Linked DNA regions of Hordeum vulgare: region 1 is linked to region 2. A link is a contact called in public Hi-C data. All regions are on one chromosome and are shown on one strand. The core of a region is the stretch at or near the end of the contact, and the rest is flanking DNA. Distances in the headings are between cores, read along the strand shown. Region 1 holds the start of LOC123444263 (60S ribosomal protein L30). Region 2 holds the start of LOC123444210 (UV radiation resistance-associated gene protein-like).

Evidence for each region. A called contact is a pair of places that touch in the nucleus more often than the background predicts.
Region 1: a contact with region 2 is called in a Hi-C map of seedling, with 4 times the contacts expected there. The contact joins the promoter of LOC123444263 here to the promoter of LOC123444210 in region 2. A contact is called at or near these places in 2 of 6 Hi-C or Micro-C datasets (leaf and seedling) and 1 of 1 datasets of contacts at active chromatin or transcription factors (embryo).

What each region holds. Positions count from the first base shown.
Region 1 is chr1H:449,208,993-449,214,323 of MorexV3_pseudomolecules_assembly, forward strand. It overlaps LOC123444263 (60S ribosomal protein L30), which reads right to left and starts at 2,463. Exons shown (of 5, transcript XM_045120940.1): 1 at 2,353-2,463; 2 at 2,126-2,231; 3 at 799-900; 4 at 616-684; 5 at 314-534. The coding sequence starts at 2,373. The coding sequence ends at 494. LOC123444270 (calcium-dependent protein kinase 2) reads left to right here and starts at 2,637. Exons shown (of 8, transcript XM_045120951.1): 1 at 2,637-4,418. The coding sequence starts at 2,754.
Region 2 is chr1H:448,815,456-448,821,142 of MorexV3_pseudomolecules_assembly, forward strand. It overlaps LOC123444210 (UV radiation resistance-associated gene protein-like), which reads left to right and starts at 2,383. Exons shown (of 5, transcript XM_045120852.1): 1 at 2,383-2,610; 2 at 2,719-2,881; 3 at 3,033-3,238; 4 at 4,107-4,340; 5 at 4,541-4,880. The coding sequence starts at 2,398. The coding sequence ends at 4,654. LOC123444189 (transcription factor GAMYB-like) reads left to right here. Exons shown (of 6, transcript XM_045120842.1): 4 at 1-153; 5 at 249-411; 6 at 489-1,065. The coding sequence ends at 379. It overlaps LOC123444179, which reads left to right and starts at 4,968. Exons shown (of 2, transcript XM_045120819.1): 1 at 4,968-5,687.

The sequences.
Region 1 (5,331 bases), core at 1,213-3,712, 390 kb after region 2:
AAAGCAAGTTGGACCAACGAGGCAAAAATATTTCAACGTTGAAACAGTAGCTCATGCTGACGTGGACAGTGCGAGAAGCAACCCCTTCCTTGTAGGTTAATGGGTTTGATGGCACCGGCAACATAGTGAAGGCCTAATACTACTATGCCGTTTGGGGGCTACCGCTGGAGATGCCAGTTCCATAGAGATTAATCACGAGGTTTTGTACTAAGAAGATTATATGCTAATCAGTGAATCACGCAATGCTTAAACGAACAAAGCTGAGCAATCCAAACCACGCACATTCAGTATAAGTATAATGGAAACAACGATATCATGGAAACAAAACCACATGAATGTCCAGCAGAACAACCATATGAAGGATTATCTGTATGACAGCACCAACTCAGCGTCGCAAAAGAGTACATAAACCAAAGATAACAATGGTGGTTTCAAGAGCACAACTGGAACCTACAACTCGACTAAATAAAATAGGTAGAGAGCTCTCTTCTCTTCACTGGGTGGTGGTGGTGGTGTTGATGATGTCCGAGTCACCTGAAGGATTTAAGTAGTGTGTCAGCAGACGTTACAGAGAGCAAGTGGATACAAATGCAAGTGATCTGAATGGCAACGAACCAGGGTCAAGGATGCTGAGGCAGCACACCCGGTAGTACTTGCCGCAGGCAGTTCCAAGATCAACATTGTCTGAAACACGTAATGCAAATTATTAGCAAAGTTAAAAAGACAGACAACAATTTATCCATAAGGTGCTAGAAGCAATGCGACAAATAAGGAACTCAAAGGATAAATTTATCGTACTTCCGTGGAAATGGTGCACGCTAATTTTCGCCAACATAGCGTAGTACTCAATCTCTGACTTCCTAAGGGGAGGGCAGTTGTTCGCGAGGATGATCAGCTTCCCTGAACAGTGAAACAAATTGCCTGGTTAGTACTCAGAATAACATGTAAACAGGTGACCAATAGATCAAACATCCAGAAATATTATGTACGCAACAAATATAGCAATGCCATGACAGGGCAGAGCCCCAGAGTGATTCCATGTAACTACTTCAATCAAACAATAGAGAACTTCTGCAGCAAATAACAAAAAATATTGCATCCTCCCATTGTACCCCAGATAAGGAGATCTTGGATAAGTTTTAAAAGAGAGGCTGACATGATTCTAGGGCACTGCATTCATCTCCATGGCGGCAAAAGATGCCAAGGAGCCAAATTTCAGTCCCGTTCTACAATCCAATATTCTAACATAACAAATTACAGTAAAAATCATTAGGAAAGCACGAACCACTGGAATAGAATTATAGAAATACCTATGAATTACCTAAATGGCAAGCAATTCCATCTTGCTGCATCAATTTAACAATTCAAAACACCTAACAAGGATGTAATTGCTGTCGTACAATGCATTTACCTCTTAGGCACACAGAAGTGAAGCCAACAAGACAAACTGCAGTAAAACTGCTATCAACAAACATAAATATTTCATCCTCCCACTATCCACTAGACATTAAAGAGGTCGTGTAGAATCTAAATTAGGAGCTGGCTTGTTCTAGGGCCCTGTATTCATCTCTAAGGCACAGCCAAAGCAAGCCAACGAGGTAAACTTCAGTCCCATCCTACAAACTAAATTGATCAGAATGAGGTAAACTTCAGTCCCATCCTACAAACTAAAAACTACGGCATCTATCAACAAAAGGCTCAAGGTATAAACTGGTACCAGCAAACCAAAATATTTCAACATTCCATGGTCCACTAGACATTAAAGAGGTCTCATAGAAGTCCAAATTAGGAGGTGACTTGTTCTAGGGCGCTGTATTCATCTCCGAGGCACAGCAAAAGCAAGCCAATGAGGTAAACTTCAGTCCCGAATATCTAGTATAGGAACTAATAGTCTCAACACTTCACCGAGTACATCAAGTAATTGATAGACACAAAACATAAATTAACTACCACTTCGTTCTACACAAGGTAATCACGCATCTCGGAATTAACACAGACCGTAACCCAAATTATTCTAGACAATCAGATACATAGAAGTAACGAACCAGCAGATCAGCCACAGCGAAGCATCATTCAACAGTGACAAAAAAAAGCCGTTAAAAGAGAAGAGCCGATCTGTCTATACCCTTGGAGCTGCGGAGCGTCTTGAGGACGGTCTTGTAGCCGAGCGTGTACTTGCCGCTCTTCATCACCAGCTGCAGCTTGTTGTTGATGTTCTCCCCGCTCTTCTTCTGCAGAGCGCGCCCAATGGATTGAAAAGCAAATCAGTGAGAAGATCTCCCGGAAGGAGAGGAACAAATCGAGCCGAAATGGGAGGAGTGGCGGCGGACGGGGATCGATTAGGGTTCGTACCGCCTTCTTGGTGGGAGCCATCGCGTCGGGCGGCCGCGGCGAGCGAGCGTGGGGATGCGGATGGCTTCGGGGGAGGCGGCGGCGCAGACGCAAATGGAGGGCTCGCTAGGGTTTAGAGACAGGGGCTATATAGGTGCGGCTGCGGCCTGCGGGGTTGAAACTGCCGGGACGGAGCTGGGCTGGACTGGGCCTGCATGGGCCGGATATGAACCCAATGGGCCGTTGCGTAGAGCTGACGAGGTGGGCCTGTCCTGCCAGTCTGCTACGATCGTAAAAATGGCGCTGGCTGATCCGTAGCCCGTACGTGGTGTGTCTCCAACTCTCCAGTCGCAAAAACCCTAGCACGAGCAGCGCCGCCGCCGCCACACGCCGCAGCAGCAGTCAAGCCGTCGCCGGAGGAGATGAGGGGGAAGGGGAAGGCGCTGGACATCCTCGCGGGCTCCGACGACGACTCGGATGTCCCCGCCGAGGACAACTCGAAGATCCAGATCAACGAGGAGTACGCGCGCAAATACGAGCACAACAAGCGGCGCGAGGCGCTGCATCGCCTCGAGGAGCAGAAGAAGAAGGGCCTCGTCGCCGACCCCGACGACGACGACGACGACGAGTCGGATGAGGACGAGGCCGTCGCCGCAGCCTCCCGCCGCGTCGACCGCCGCGTGCTCCAGGTCATCCGCCGCATCCGCACCGGCGACAGCGCCATCTTCGACAAGGACGCCAAGGTGTACTCGTCCTCGTCGGAGGACGAGGACGACGACGCCGAGGGGGAGCCCAAGGAGGGGAAGAAGGCCAAGAAGGAGCGCCCACTGTACCTCAAGGACGTCAACGCCCAGCACCTGCTCGAGGAGGGCCCCGAGTTCGCCGCGCAGACTGGCCGCGGCAGCAAGTATGACAGGATTGCGTACGACGAGCGCCAGAGGGAGGGGCTCAAGGAGTTCCTTGAGGCGGAGAAGAAGGCATTGGGCGATGGTGATGGCGAGGAGGACGACGATCTGTTCATGGCCAAGCAGGCCGACGGAGATGGTGACGACAGCCAAGAGGATGAAGATGAGAAGCAAACTGAAGAGCTGTTGGGTGAGGTTTTTGGGGATGATGAGAAGCTGGATGACAATGAGAAGTTTTTGAAGAATTACATCCTCAATAGGCCCTACCTTGAACCAGTGCCCGACAAGTTCTCGCTGGATGATATCCAGGAGGTATCAGAGGAAGAGGTTGAGATCGAAAGGCAGGAGGACTATGAGGAGACATATAATAAGGTGGGAAAATATAATTTCCGGCATGAGGAGGTGGAAGCTTCAGAGGGAGTGGTGACTGATCGGGTAATGGGACATCCCCGGGTTGTTGAGGGATCGGTGAGGAAGAAGGAGAGCAGCAGAAAGAAGCAGCGCAAGAGCAAGGAGGAACGGCTTGCACGAGCCAAGCAGGAGCAGGCTGAGGAGCTGAAGCATCTCAAGAATTTGAAGAAGAAAGAGATTGCTGAGAAGCTTGAGAAAATCCGGATGATTGCTGGAATTGAAGGGGAAGCTGCTTGTAAGCTTGGTGCAGATGACTTGGAGGAAGATTTTGATCCAGAGGATTATGACAGGAAAATGCAGGAGATGTTTGATGAAAACTACTATGGTGCTGATGAGGTTGATCCTGAGTTTGGAAGTGGAGATGATTTGGATTTGGTTAAACCTGATTTTGACAAGGAAGATGAATTGCTTGGGCTACCTAAAGATTGGTCTCTTGATGGTAAAGAAGGGTCTACTTCCACTGGTGAGAAGAAGAAGAAGAAAAAGGAGAAGAAAAATAAGGAGCTTGCAAATGGTGAGGAGGAAGGCGAGAAAAGGAAGGGGAAGATCTCTCTCAAGGACAAGGTGGAGCTTGAGAAGGAGCTTGACGAGTATTATAAGCTCGACTATGAGGACACCATTGGAGATCTGAAGACACGGTTCAAGTACAGGCAAGTTCAGCCAAACAGTTTTGGCCTGGAGACGTACGAGATATTGCAATCAGATGACAGGGATCTGAACCAATATGTATCCATGAAGAAGCTAGCGCCATATAGGGAGGACGAATGGCGCGTGACTCATCATAAGAAGCTGAGCAAAGATTTGATCCTTGGAGGACAGAAGATAGAAGGCAAGAAGGTCAAAGCTCACAAGAAATCTAAGTCTGGAGAAGGCCCTAGTTCTGAGAGGCCACAGAAAGATAAGCCAACAAGTGAACAAGAAGAAACAGATGGTGACATGAAGTTGAAACGCAAGAAGCTCAAGACCGGCAAGAGATCCAGGTCTGAGGATGGCCCTGGTTCTGAAAAGCCAGAGGAAGACAAGTTGACAGATGAAGAAGAAGATGTTGATGCCAAGACAAAGTCGAAGAGCAAGAAGATCAAGACTGGCAAGGAATCCAGGTCCGAGGAGCACCCTAGTTCTGGAAAGCCAGAGAAGGGCAAGTTAACAAGTGAAGAAGAAGAAACAGGTGCCAAGAAAAAATCAACTAGAAGTGAGCGAAGGAACCGTCGGAGGAAGGAGTTGAAAATATCCAGGGACAGACAAGGGGCATATGGGTTGATAGATCTGAAGAGTCAGAAGAGCAGTTGATTTTGGGGATTCAGCATAGTTCATCTGAAAACTTAAGTTTTTCAATGCACCTCTGTGTGGGTGTTGCAGTAGTGGAAACGCCTGTTTGAGCAATCAGTATACTATCTATGTAGGATATTATTATCGTCTAATCTCTGAAGCTATGAACCCACTGTTATCCTAGTAGCAACCTCTTTGTCTCTGAAAGTTTTGAAGGCTGTCCATTCGTGAAAGATACGATTTGTTTGTTTTGCTGTTACAGTTTATTTTGCTTGTGATTTCTTGAGGAGTGGTTTAAAGGAATGGTTATCTTCCTAAATTATCATGGATCTCTATGATTTGACAGATGAAATCACATACGCCCTAGTAGTAGAAAGTAGCTGTTCATCATGATATCTGGTAGTACTCCCTCTGT
Region 2 (5,687 bases), core at 1,133-3,632:
CTGGCTCACCCTGCGATGCTATGGTGGAAACATCAGAGCTTCATCTCTTGGAACAAGATCCCAACCTGAACGCTCTTGTCAACAGCTGTTTTTCCGCCCCGCCTCTTTGCCAAGCATCGCCTGATGAGCTACAGTGCTCCGATTTTTCGTCTGGTTAGTGATTACTCCATCTTCTCCATCTACTGATGATACTGCGGCTAGTTCACCGATTTCACTAGTTTAATCAACAATTATTTCATTTGCAGCAGCGAGCCCTGTGTTTGGATCCGATGAACCAACAGTCCCCCAATACGAAATAGGATATCTCTTACCTCATCCTGAAGATTCCAGGACAGACGCGTTCTCCCATTGGAGCGCGATGCCATCCGTCTTCCAGTGATGCGATCCGAACGGGTCACAAAAATGTTGCAGGTACTGACCGAGTCGCCTGTGATCTATGGAAGTGTTTGGACTTGCATTTGGCTGACACATTATTCTTCCTGATCCAGGCAGGCATCTGTGAGCGACATCCCTTCGAACCAGACGAAATCTCCAACTGGCCTCCAATAAAGCTGTAGAACCATGGTCCTGAGTAAAACTCCCTCGTGTTCATGAACACAACTTGCACGACGCGCTCACTTTGGCCATCCTTGAAAATGCCCACGTATAACTATGTCAAGAGGTTCGTTGTTTGCCCGAACACGCGCCAAGCTGCCACGTTGCTGCCCACCTGGCATCCTCCTGGAGAAGAGGGAGGAAGGAGAGCACGCCACCTGGGCGAAAAGTGGTAGCCTTGACTCTTTCTCTCTCTCTTCCAGCAGGGTGCCAGCGGGCACAAGGCGGGTGTCGCTTTGGACAGCATTGATCCTCTTGTTACCAAGTTGATCGAACGAGCTGGATGGACATTTTCAAAGTTGGATGGCCAAAGTGAGCGCTTGACGCATGTCGACTGACTGCGAGTGGTTTCACTAATTTTTTTGCTATTCTTATCACAACTTTGCCACCTCCGTCGCCTGCCTGTACCTGTAACACTGGTGTGTCGCTTGAACATTCCTTGGTTATTCTATTCCACGTGGTAGGGCTGTACACGGTGCCAGCATGTTCTGATGTTCTTTTTTAGGTTTATATTTGCGACGAATTCAAAGACCAGCGGGTTTGGTTCGTTTGACATTCGCTTGTGGAATCCGGGAGTTCACATGGGAGGAAGATCAGTATATAGCAGAAATGCACATCAACTGCTGAATCCTCGATCTCAATAAGCTAGTGCTACTTTTATAAGTTTTTATGCAGGAGTAGTAAAATCACGTGCTATTTGCTGCCTTACTGCGGAATCGTGGACGCAACTATTTCCTCTTCTGGATTTAATAAATTTTCAAAAAGGAAAAAAGGGGGGGAAACCATCTCCTCCCTGGATTGGTTTTGCCTTTGTGGATTTTGGGAGGAGAACGCGCTTGTTACGCGCCGCTTGACTGACGGATTCGAGCATCCATCAATCAGTCTCTGATTCGAGCACCAACGAGTTTGTGTTCTTTTTGGTGAGCTCCTTCGTTCATTAGAGGCGTCGATCGCCCCAGACGATGACAGCTACAGAAGCGTCGCTTCCATTGACTGACAAAGCCACAACTTGGCTCAGTTGGTTGGCTGGCACCGTCGCCGACTCGCCGTGACACCACGTACGTCAGACGGATCATTACGTCGTGACAAGCTACAAGAGGAAACGAGACCCGGCAAAAAAAAAAAGGAAGAAAGAGAAACGACGGCTACAATGAATGACGTGGCGGCCCCCCGCCGTGCCGCAGTTAATTCCGGGCGGTCGACCTGTCCGCCTCGCTGGCAGGGCCCGCGCGCTGACGAGGCAGCGGCACGCCGCGCGCACGCTTGTCGGCAGTGGCACCCTCCTCCTCCTCTCCACCGTCCACCTTCCCCCGCGGTCGCGTCGCCGAGACAAACCCCGAACCCGAAAAAACAAAAGGAAACGCACGCGCTGGCGCTGCCTCCTCGGACGCCACCGACCGAGACCTTCTTTCCTGCGTGGGTTCGCTTCGCTTCGCCCCCCTCGCAGCCTCGCTTGCTTCCTACGGCCGCCAGTTACACACGCCTCGGGGCCTCCTCACGGCGGGCCAGGGCCATGGCCACCGCCACCGCCGCGGCCCGCCTCCGGTGTCCGCCGCGATGAGCCCGAGGGCCGGGCCGGATCCGGGCGCCGAAGCCTCCGTCGCGTGGCCGGACCTCCGGGGCCGCCTCGAGCAGGCCGGCGCCCTCGCCGCGCAGCTCGCGGCCGCGGCGGAGGAACGGGCACGCCTCGCACGCCGCCTCCAGGCCGCGCTCCAGGTCCGAATGCTTTGCTTCTCGCTTGCTCCGCTCTGCTGGTCGCGCCCCTTTCTGGCACGGCCTTGATTTGACGCGCCGGTCTCGGGCATGCAGGTGAGGAGGGAGTCGCTGCGGCAGGGCGCGGCGCTGGACGAGATGAGGCGGCGGGTCGAGCGGCGGCGGGCGCGCGCGGACGACCTCGCCGTCGCCAGGAGGAGGGCCGCCGAGGGCGTCGAGCGGCAGAAGGAGCAGATGCAGGCGCAGATCGAGCGGGTGCTGCTGCTTTCCAGGGCCCTCGCCGCCGCGCACCGACAGGTGCAGGTACCTGCCCGTTTCTCCCTCCTCTCCACGCGAGATCGGAACGCGTTGTGTATTTGTGTCTGGCTGCGTTCGGTCCGATAGCATCCGTCTCATCCTGATCGATCGCAGGAAGCCAAAGAGTTAAAATCCGCGGAGAAGGCGCGGCTCGGGGATCTGCAGAGGCTGCTCAGGACGAGGCAGCAGTCCATGGTTGCCCAGGTCGCTGCCCTGTACCCCGTGAGGGTCTTCCGTGAGCTGCCCGTCGCACAAAACCACCATTCCCGCACCAATGGTGAGAATTCAGCATCCGTGTGCCTCCCCTGAGCAGCAAAACCGCTCAATGGTTTTTGCTCTGGTTTTTATACCAGAACTAACTGAAAACACAATCGGTCCTTGTATAACATCTTGTAGCCATTTATGATGAAATGGCACCACATTTTCAGGAGAGCGTCAGACACCTTCACAAGAGAATGGAGCACTTCCTCACGAGAATGGAAATGGAATTCATTTGCTCAGTGCTATCAAATCTCCGCATGTTGGTCCCTTCACCTTTTTTGGTTGGCAAATTGGAAAGCCCAAGACAAAGCAGCCGAGTTACAGCCATAAGGAGCTTCAGAGGTCGGCAGCTGTGCTTGGGTATGCAGCACATGTAAGTTTGCCTGCCCAGTGCTCTTGTACAACGAAATATTAAGACAATACATTTGGTGTAGCACACATGTCCCAGCCTAGCTAGGCCAATTATCATGCTTCATGAAGAAAATACAAAAAATATTTCTTGGGCTGCCGATTTTTTTATAAGGTTTTGAATAAATCCAATGGTAAAAATTTAGTGGTTTTCACGGCATCAAGCCTAAATTATGATAGGTGTGCAAGTTCTTCTGCCTGCATTTGCACATTCCTCCCTCAGTTCCTAAATATAAGTCTTTTTAGAGATTTCAATATGGACTACATACGGAGCAAAATGGGTGAATCTATAGTTTAAAATGCGTCTATATACATCCGTATGTGGTCTGTAATGAAATCTCTAAAAAAGGCTTATGTTTTGAAACGGAGGGAGTAGATTTTATAGGCGCAGTGCAGTCACTAGCGTTAAAATCACTAGTTGCTTACCTGGTTAATTTTGTGAGGGCATTCAAAAGTGTTAGAATCGCAAGTTGCTTATTTTGTGAGGGTTTTCACGGCATCAAGCCTAAATTATAATAGGAGTGCAAGTTCTTCTGCCTGCATTTGCACACTACTCCCTCGGTTCCTAAATATTTGTCTTTATAGAGATTTCACCACGGACTACATACGAATGTATATAGACATAATTTAGAATGCAAGTTCCTTCGTTTTGCTCCGTATGTAGTCCGTAGTTAAATTTTTTAAAAGACAAATATTTAGGAACGGAGGAAGTAGATTTTATAGGTACAGAACGTCACTAGAGTTAAAATCACTACTTGCTTACCTTGTTAATTTTGTCTGGGCATTCAAAAGCGTTAGAATCACAAGTTGCTTACTTTGTTAATTTCCTGTAGGCAGTCTTGCTTATTGCCTCATATCTTGACATTCGCCTCCGATATCCTTTGCGCTTTGGAGGATCACGATCTTATATCGGTGATCGTTTGCCTTCAGCTGAAACATCATCCATTGCTTCAGTGGAACATCGAAGCATCGACAGCGCTGACTCAAAACTAACAGATTATCCCCTTTTCTTGGAATTCCAAGATGACTCAACAAAGGCGTCCTACGCCATTTACTTGTTGCACAAGGTGTGTATTCTCCGTAGTCTTGTATTCTACTCCCTCCGTCACACAATATAAGAACATTTTTGACACTACACTAGTGTCAAAAACGCTCTTATATTACGGGACGGAGGAAGTATCTCCTTGTTGTCGTTACAATATTTGTTTAATCCAGTTTCCCATGCAAACTAAGACTGATGTTCATATTTTCCATGGTGGGTGGTTAGGATACGGAGCAGCTCTTGAACTACATTGGAGCAGAGTGTTCTGGGAGGAATGTGTTTGGTAATCTGCGGGAGCTTATTAGGATTATACTGTCAGACGAGTATTTGTACATATGATAGATTCGGTTATCATTGTGGGTTTGGATCGCATATGCTGTAGATATGGTGGTATACAGGTTTAAAAAGTAGGTGTTCTTTCTGTTCTTTTGTGTGATTCAGCCTACTCTCACTGTGCCGAGTTTTTGTATGCACAGCAAAGAGCAGCATTGGGTTGTGCTAGATCAATGATATATTTACATATGGTTTTTTACAGGAGAATAGTCCTCGCCATGTGTATTTTTGAGGTTTTTGGGCACTGCCCTCTGAGGCTTATTTTGTACTTCCTCCGTTCTATAATACTATAAGAGTGTTTTTTTTACATTAATGAAAGAGAACACTCTTATATTATGGGAGGGAGTAGTACTCAAGAAAGGTTATGAGTTAACGTCAAAATTACACCCCTTTTGTATGCTGCTCCCACATAGGACTCTGGAATTCAAGAGTTGAGACCTACTTTGGATCTGTTTGGAACGCAGTTTGCACTTTGCAGAAACCTACCGCAAACAGCAACGCTCCACCAAACTCTTGATCGATTTGACTATTTGAGCATGGATATCACAGGCCCAATATTATAAATGAAACATCATTGCACTCATCTAACTTCTTGACTGATTTACGCATGCTATTAAATTAATTTTCATTATTTATAAAGAAGCATGCTACTATTGTTATGTGAACAATTCGTAAGCACATGGGGAGAAAAAAGAATGCCTTGCAAAAAGGGAAGAGCTCAAATCGGTGCATCAATGAGACAATGGCCTTTTGTTTTGAGAAAAATTCAGTGACTGACCTGTTACCATCATGAACACCACAGGGAGTCATCAGGGACCAAAGAAAAGAATCCGGAAAGAAGCTTTTCGGCACCGTCCATGGGTCCGTCCGGCCCCGGAAAAGTCTTTGCATGAAAGCGGCGGCGGCAGATGCAGATCGAGATCCCGCAGAAACGCGATGGCGACGGCCACCACCGCGCGGCGCGGCTCCCCCTCCACGACCAAACACGCGGGAAAGGTAAAACGCAACACCCACCACCCCGCTGGCTCGTCGGCCCCAC